Linked DNA regions of Mus musculus: region 1 is linked to region 2. A link is a contact called in public promoter capture Hi-C data. All regions are on one chromosome and are shown on one strand. The core of a region is the stretch at or near the end of the contact, and the rest is flanking DNA. Distances in the headings are between cores, read along the strand shown. Region 1 holds the start of Slc25a47 (solute carrier family 25, member 47). Region 2 holds the start of Evl (Ena-vasodilator stimulated phosphoprotein).

Region 1 (3,573 bases), core at 468-2,967, 300 kb before region 2:
CACCGCTGCTGTGGTGGCATAAACCCCCCCCCCCAAGAGGCCCACGTGTGAGAGGTGGCAGAGCCTGCGGGAGGTCTTTAAGCCACTGGGGGTCATGTCTCAGGAGATTACACAATTGCAACTCCTTGCCATCTGGCTCTCTGTACAACAAAACTGCCTACCATTGCCCTCTAAGCACCCACACAGACCCAGGCAGTGGGCCGCCTGGTGGTCAGAGCCTCGGGCCTGCCACTAAGTAACCATTCCCTGGTCTGAGTGGGTTGGTTACCTGAGGACAGTGGACACAGCTGCTAACTCGTCTTGCAGAGAGGCTGATAATGCCAACCCTGGCTTTGGACCAGGAGATCTACGATGCCTTCCTTGCCCCTCTGCTACTTCTAGAACCAGGGCCTCCATAATACAGCCAGCACAACCTTTGAAGAAACTCAGGGGCCAGTGAAGTGCTTGGGCTTTCTACCCCAGGGTAAAGATCCTAAGGATATTTAATCCTAGCACTTGGGAGGCAGAGACAGGCGGATTTCTGAGTTCAAGGACAGCCTGGTCTACAGAGTGAGTTCCAGGACAGCCAAGACTATACAGAGAAACCCTGTCTCGAAAAAAAAACAAAAACAAAAGATCCTAAGGATGGCAAGACCCATGGGCTAGCAGAAGAGGGAGTTCCTAGGGGCAGGATATAAAGCAAGTGCCTGACAGGAGGCTCCGATACATCTCTTAAACACTTTACCAACTCCTATCCACCCTCAAAGCCATCCTCTCTTAGGCCTCCTTTCTGTGCCTCCGCCCAGAAACATGCTGATCAGGGTCTGCGTCCCATGGCCTTGTTGCTAGGCCCCATATTCCATGGCCTCCTCTAGATCTAGAGTTCTTCAAGGACAGGCTTGGGTCCAAGTCCCTAGGACCGGGGACCCAGGCCCAGCACAGAGCAAGGATTCTCCTGACTAGGACCTTTCCTGTGGCTATAAGGAGGATGTGGCTTCCATGTGACTTCCTGTGACACCAACACTCAGGGGAGCAGCCAGCCTCAGGATGGTGTAGGTCAAGACCCTGGCAGCAGAGCCAAGGCCAGGAGCCATCCTCCCTGAAGCTGAAGCTGGGACTCTCTTTCCTTTCTAGCCCCCAGGCTGTTCCCAGCAGTGAGAAACAGCCACCCACAGCTATCTATTTCACAATAGCTGCAGGGCCAAGGGTGCCTCACTCAAAGTAGCCTCACAGCCTGAGGATCAATGGTGCTCACAGGGAGTCCAGCAGGCAGCCACCTCTGAGGGAGACAGTTTCAGCCGCAGGGGAGCTAGATGTTAGCAGTAGGCCTCAGTGGGCCAGAGAACCATCCGGCTGGGCCTGCTTGACATCTAGCCCCTGCTCCCTGCGAACAGAACTCCTGGGTACACAATTCTTCCCTGGAACCTTCTGTCTCTCCCCAGGACTCCAGCCATCTCAGCCCACAGGGTCAAGTTCCTGCTCCCAAGCCAGGAATCTCTAGACTGGCTCAGCCTCCTGCCTGATCTTCAAGGCTATGTGGTCCGTGCCCATGGATCTGCTCAAACCCTGACTGCACAGGGCTGCCACACACATACACACACACAAGCACACCACCCCAACCCTCCCCAGCCCCTGCGCCCCTCTATCCAAGTCTTATACCTCCAATGGCCCCAGCAACAAAATCCATGGACAGCACAGAAAATGAGAAGGTTTCCGGTGTTACTGCCAATGCCACACTGGCCGGCTCCTACAAATCCTGCAGATCTTAAATACCTGTGAGCAGAGGCGGAGCTAGGGCTGTTTAACAGGCTATTTTGATGCCCACACTCACATGCCCCACAAGGTTCGGGGTGCCAATGACCCGAGCATCGGGAAAGCATGTGAGAGGTCATGGGAGGTAGCCAGCTCCCAGACCTAAGTCTGCCTCTATCCCCAGACTCAGATTAGGCCGGGCTTCCTACTGCTTATGGTGATGGCATAAACAGTGGTCCCTTCGGAGATGTACCCCACTTTACATGTCACCTCCAGCCCTAAAAGGGAGGGAAAGCAAAAGCCTGTTCTCATCATGGAACCACCAAAACCCCAAAGGGGACTTGCCTGAGGCAGGCACTACCTAAGAGCCAATCTATTTGATGGCGGCCAGCCGATGCAGAAAGTGCAGCCTTGTCTCTATGGCTACGGCTGCTAGTTCAGTTCAGGGGCTCAAAGACGCAGGCTGCAGCCCTACAGGGGGCCTTCGAGCCAGAGAGCTGCCAAATGAAGGGAAGGGGCATGCTGACATGGGGCATTCTGCAGTTCTGTCTGAATGACCCTCAGGGCAGGGCATCAGGAGGCCACGTGTCCACCTGTTTTTCTGTTCTCCGTAGGCTGGCCTTGAACAGGCTGGTTTCAAACTAGGGATGACCCCTCGCCCTGACAGTTTGTCTATGTTTAGACAAGTCGTCAGTGCTGGCTGCCACGGCAGAGGGCAGAGGGCAGAAGAGGCCAGAAAGCATCCTGTCCAAGGCCAACCTCGATGTCCATCCTGGCCTGTGCAGGGGCATGGCTCAGCATCTGGTTGGAAGTTGACACTGCCATCTGGCTTTGTGACATCTGGCTTTGTGACAAGATCTTTGAGCTCCCTATAACCTCTGCTTCTGCACCCACAAAATCTGTGCACACACAGAGCAAGCTCCAGCTGGGTTCCTGCAGAATCGCCAGCCAAATTCATTAACAGAAGGTCGAGAGGGAGACGATGGGTTGTCGCTCTAGAGAGGAAGCTGAGCCAGATGTTACACTCAAGAAGCTAGGACCTCGGATAATGAGGGAACCTAAAACACACTATCCACCTAAGAGGACCGAGCCCCTTCAGTCCCATATTGCCAATGGTTAGGGCATCCACCCCAACAGTAGGGCCCAAGACCCCAGTTTACCCCAGACACCTTTCTCTCTCTGCCGATCTTGGTGTCTGTCCTCCATGATCTCAGTCAGGTCCAGCTGCCACTGTCCACCGACACTCCTCTAACTGTGTCATTGTTCTTGGACAGCAGCCCACCTGTCCAGGCTCCTGATGCATGCAACTAACACATGCCAGGTACCAAAGCGTAGGACTCCTCAGTAAACACAACAACCTAGTCTCTGTCCTAGAGACCTGATGTGCTGGAAGTGAAACAGAGAGCCCTTGACAGCCAGGAAAAGCCCAGAGGTGATTGCAAGGACTGGTGTGGGTCAGCAGCTGCTCCCAGCTGAACCCAGCAGCTGCTTGTCGAAGCATAGCAGCTATGACAACCCACAGGAGACTCTCAAAAGAGTGGGCCTAGTAGTGTCCTGCTATTTTTTTTTTTTTTTTTTTTTTTTAGTTTTTTCAAGACAGGGTTTCTCTGTGTAGCCCTGGCTGTCCTGGAACTCACTATGTAGACATGGCTGACCTTGAACTCAGAAATCCACCTGCCTCTGCCTCCCAAGTACTGGGATTAAAGGCATGTGCCACCATTGCCCTGTCCAGTGTCCTTCATGATGCAGGAGGCTCATGAGTCTCTTGAGGCCTCTGTCTTAGTCAGGGTTTCTATTCCTGCACAAACATCATGACCAAGAAGCAAGTTGGGGAGGAAAGGG
Region 2 (3,582 bases), core at 419-2,918:
ACTTAAACAGACACTTTATTTAAAAAACAAAAAACAAAAAAACCACCAAACACACACAAATGGACAATCAGTCGCTTTAGTCAACCAGAAACTGCAAATTAAAACCCTGATGGAATGTCACTTCACACTCACCATAATGGCTAAAATTTCACACAGACAATACCAAGAGGTGTCAGGAATTTTTAAACAAGGGCTAGTAAATGCTTGCTGGTATAAAGTGATAACATGATTTTGGGGATTTAGTTCTATCAACTACGACAAAAGATGTACATGTTTTTTATGTAAAAAAAACCAAACAAACAAAAAAACGAAACAAAACAAACAGACAAACAAAAAACCCAACTTACTTGTGGGTAGGGAAACTATCTACTCAATAGATATGAATGCTTTAGGAAGTACACCCACCGGCATATTCATTGCAACGTTAATGGGGAAAAGCTACACACAACTCAAAAGTCTACTAACAGTAGAATGGATACAGTGTGTACTATCTATACTATGCAGGACAGTAAGTAGATAATAGAAACACTATGGACGAACTTCAGAAATATCTTTGATGAAAGTAGGCAGACACAAAAATTACAACAGTGCATTATTTGATTTAAACAGTTCACAGAACAGGTGAACCGAATCTACAATTGGACGCTACGGTGTTTAAGAAAGATGTGCCTAGAAGATAAAATTGCACAGAAAAAAAGAAAAAGAAAGAGAGAAAGAAAACCCGGCATACGCTGCCCCGCGCCCCACCCCACCCCAGAAAGCAGGCTAAGGTTAGTCTGGAAAGGAAGGCTGGGTGCAGCAAATGAAGAGGGCACGCGGGTTTCTGGGTGTTGACAAGGTTCTAGCTGAGTGGCACATCAAAAGCCGTACCTTTTGGGGTTGCACACTCTGAGGGTTGGCAAGAGAAAGGGGACAGGTCAGAAGAGAAAGGTGAAGAGGAGAGCGCCCTAATGGAGAAGAGCTCCGTGCGGATGGCAAAGTGTGGACCGCCGGCGCGGCGCGCGCAGCGGTAAGGCACCGCAAGGCGGGCGCGGCCTCCCGCGGACCCCGCGGCCTGAGCGTCTTCTGGTGCTTGGGCCGCCGGCTGGGGGCTCTGGGGCCGCTTCGATGCCCGGGCACCCCACCCTCCACGCCGGGCGCTCCAGGCCTCGCTGCGCTCGAGGCCCCGACTCACCTCATCGTGGCTGCCGGGCGGGCACGGGGCCGGGGATGAAAGCGCGGCGCGACGGGACGCTAGCGGGGCAGCCGACCCCGGGCGCGGCGGCTCCGCGTCTGGCTGGGCTGCAGGCGGCGGCGGGGGCTCATCTTCTCCGGCGGGCGTCCGGGCCGCTAGCTGCGAGGCAGCGCGGCCGCGGCGGCGGCGGCGGTGGCGACTGACAGCTGGGCCCCGGCCCCTGCCATCTTGGCGGGCGCGCGTGCCCGGGCCGGCGCGTGCGCGTCCCGACCGCCCGCCGACGGGCCGGGGGAGGGGGCGAGCGGCGGGGTCTCGCGGGCGGGAGCGAGCGCGCGCGTCCGCCTGAGACTCGGGGCGGCGGCCGGAGGATGGGGTCCGGGGTGCGGGGTGCACGCGGGGCGGAGGACCCCTCCGCCCGCCGAGGAGACTGCGCGCGCCGACGCCCCTCGGTCGGCGGCCGCGGAGGGAATGAGCGCGCGCCGCAGCGAAGCTCCACACAAAAGGCGCGGGGCTCCGTGGTCCGCGCCTCTAAGAGGGCGGGGCGTGAGGGGCGGGGCAGGGGTGTGGCCCAGGTTCAGAGGGGCGGGGCGAAGCTTTGTGGAAAGGGTGGCTGGGCAACCGGGCCTGGGGGCAAGACGGGGGGCGTGGCCTAAGGTCCCAAAGGAGATACTGTAGCTTAGAGGAATGGGGTTAACTTAGTGAATTCCAGGGTCTTGTCTGCGAGAGAAAGACCGGGGCGACCTTAACGGGAAAGCTTAGGGATCTTAGGTCTAGGAGAGGCCTGGAGGATGGGGTTAGTAGGGAGAGACAAAGCGGAGCTCCGCGGAAAGGGCTGGAGGGTGGTGGGCCTGGGGCCGGGGTTTGGGGCGTTGACCTGGAGCTAGGCGAGCAGAGTCGGGCAGAGACCCCACAGAATCCCTGGTGGTGGAGGAGTTGTATAGAAAAGGGCAGGTGGAGAGGCTTAGGGCAAAGGGTGTGATTTGTGAGGCAAGGCTGAGCGGGGAGAGTGCCAGGAGGCACGTGGAGCCCTACTGAACCGGCTTTCCAGTGCATTCAGAACAGAGCATTATGGGCTGAAAGTTGCAATTTTTAAACGGATCCCTTGCTCTGCAGTACTGTTAGCAATGCCTGAGGTTATAGTTCTCCTAACCTCATGTGTTCCCTTCTTCCTGGGAACCAGATTGGTCTCTTTGTTACAGAAGAGCCTTGTCACATCCTAAGAGTTATGAAAATACTCAGGCCTCAGGTCACCTGAAGGTATTCCAGGTGTCCCCAGGAGAGTCCGGGTTGGTGCACACTTTTATTCCAGCCAGACATTGTGCTTTTCCACCAATCTCCAGGTGTCTGTCCCTGGGGTCTAACAAGTTGTTGCCATTCTGTAACTTGGAGGGAAGAATTAGTTGGTGGGTTTGCTGTAAAGATAGTGTCCTTCCTCTGCACCCCACACTAGAATCACTGACACTTTTGAGGAGAACCCATTTTCCAAAGCCAAGAACCGGTGGCCTCCAAAAAGAAATCTTTTTGAGGCCACATGTTTCAAAAACTGTTTAACTTTTTGTAACATTTTATATCAGAAGAGTGGGAAACACCAAGTTCTTCTACATCCAAGGAATAAAGCCTTCTTTCTGCTTTGCTCAAGAGAGGTTGGCTTCAAATGGCTAGCTGTTAGGGAAAGGGGAAGGGCGGGTGGGGGTAGGGAGAAATGTGAGCAAGTCCCTTTCAGTCTGTTTCCTACTGACCTTGGTGCCTCAACAGATCCTCAGCAGCCTGTAAGGTGAGCTTCGGGATTCCCACCTACTGGATAAACATGTTTGGCATTAAATGTAGGGCTGGTTTAGACAAAGATCAGCAGCCTCCACAGGGAAGCAGGATACAGCAGAGGATGGGAGTGGTCCCTGTCTGTCTTGGCCCGGCCCTTCTGGCAGCTCACGGAGCCCTCTGATGAAAGAAACAGATTGCAGAGACATCCTTGGGACCAGAGCTGCTGGTTTTAGGAATTCACTGAGTGTGGTGGGGACGATGACGTTCCCTCTCTCACAATGCCTGTCCCCTTATCTATGGAAGTACTTGGCAGCGGTTGGCAGGAATGACTGACAAAGGGTGCTGTGTTCCATTCTGGCAAGAAATAAAAATTACCTTTGATCCATTTTGCTCTCACAACTTGAGGTTAGCCTGGGGTTCCTGTATTGACTCACAGATTGAGCTCTTCAGCTTCAGGTGACTCTCCTTAAGATAACGGTGCACAGCTTGAAGAGAGACAGTTTCTACACCACAGCCTTGCAGCCGCCCTTGGGAAGACACCGAGACAGGAGGCATTTGATGGGGTGGGAGGGAACCGTCCCGCAGGCTCTGTGGACCTTAAGAGGCTGAATGAAGCTCACGGCTGTTACAATCCTGCCTGGAGCTAA

Evidence for each region. Promoter capture Hi-C pulls out the DNA fragments that hold promoters and counts their contacts.
Region 1: a promoter capture Hi-C map of pre-B cells shows a contact between it and region 2, with 3 times the contacts expected there. The contact joins the promoter of Slc25a47 here to the promoter of Evl in region 2. A contact is called at or near these places in 2 of 39 promoter capture datasets (the 3T3-L1 cell line and pre-B cells).

What each region holds. Positions count from the first base shown.
Region 1 is chr12:108,849,273-108,852,845 of GRCm38.p6, reverse strand. Slc25a47 (solute carrier family 25, member 47) reads right to left here and starts at 1,717. Exons shown (of 6, transcript NM_001012310.2): 1 at 1,639-1,717. The coding sequence starts at 1,666.
Region 2 is chr12:108,552,806-108,556,387 of GRCm38.p6, reverse strand. It overlaps Evl (Ena-vasodilator stimulated phosphoprotein), which reads right to left and starts at 1,668. Exons shown (of 13, transcript NM_007965.3): 1 at 1,175-1,668. The coding sequence starts at 1,179. It overlaps Gm16596 (predicted gene, 16596), which reads left to right and starts at 770. Exons shown (of 3, transcript NR_045753.1): 1 at 770-1,009.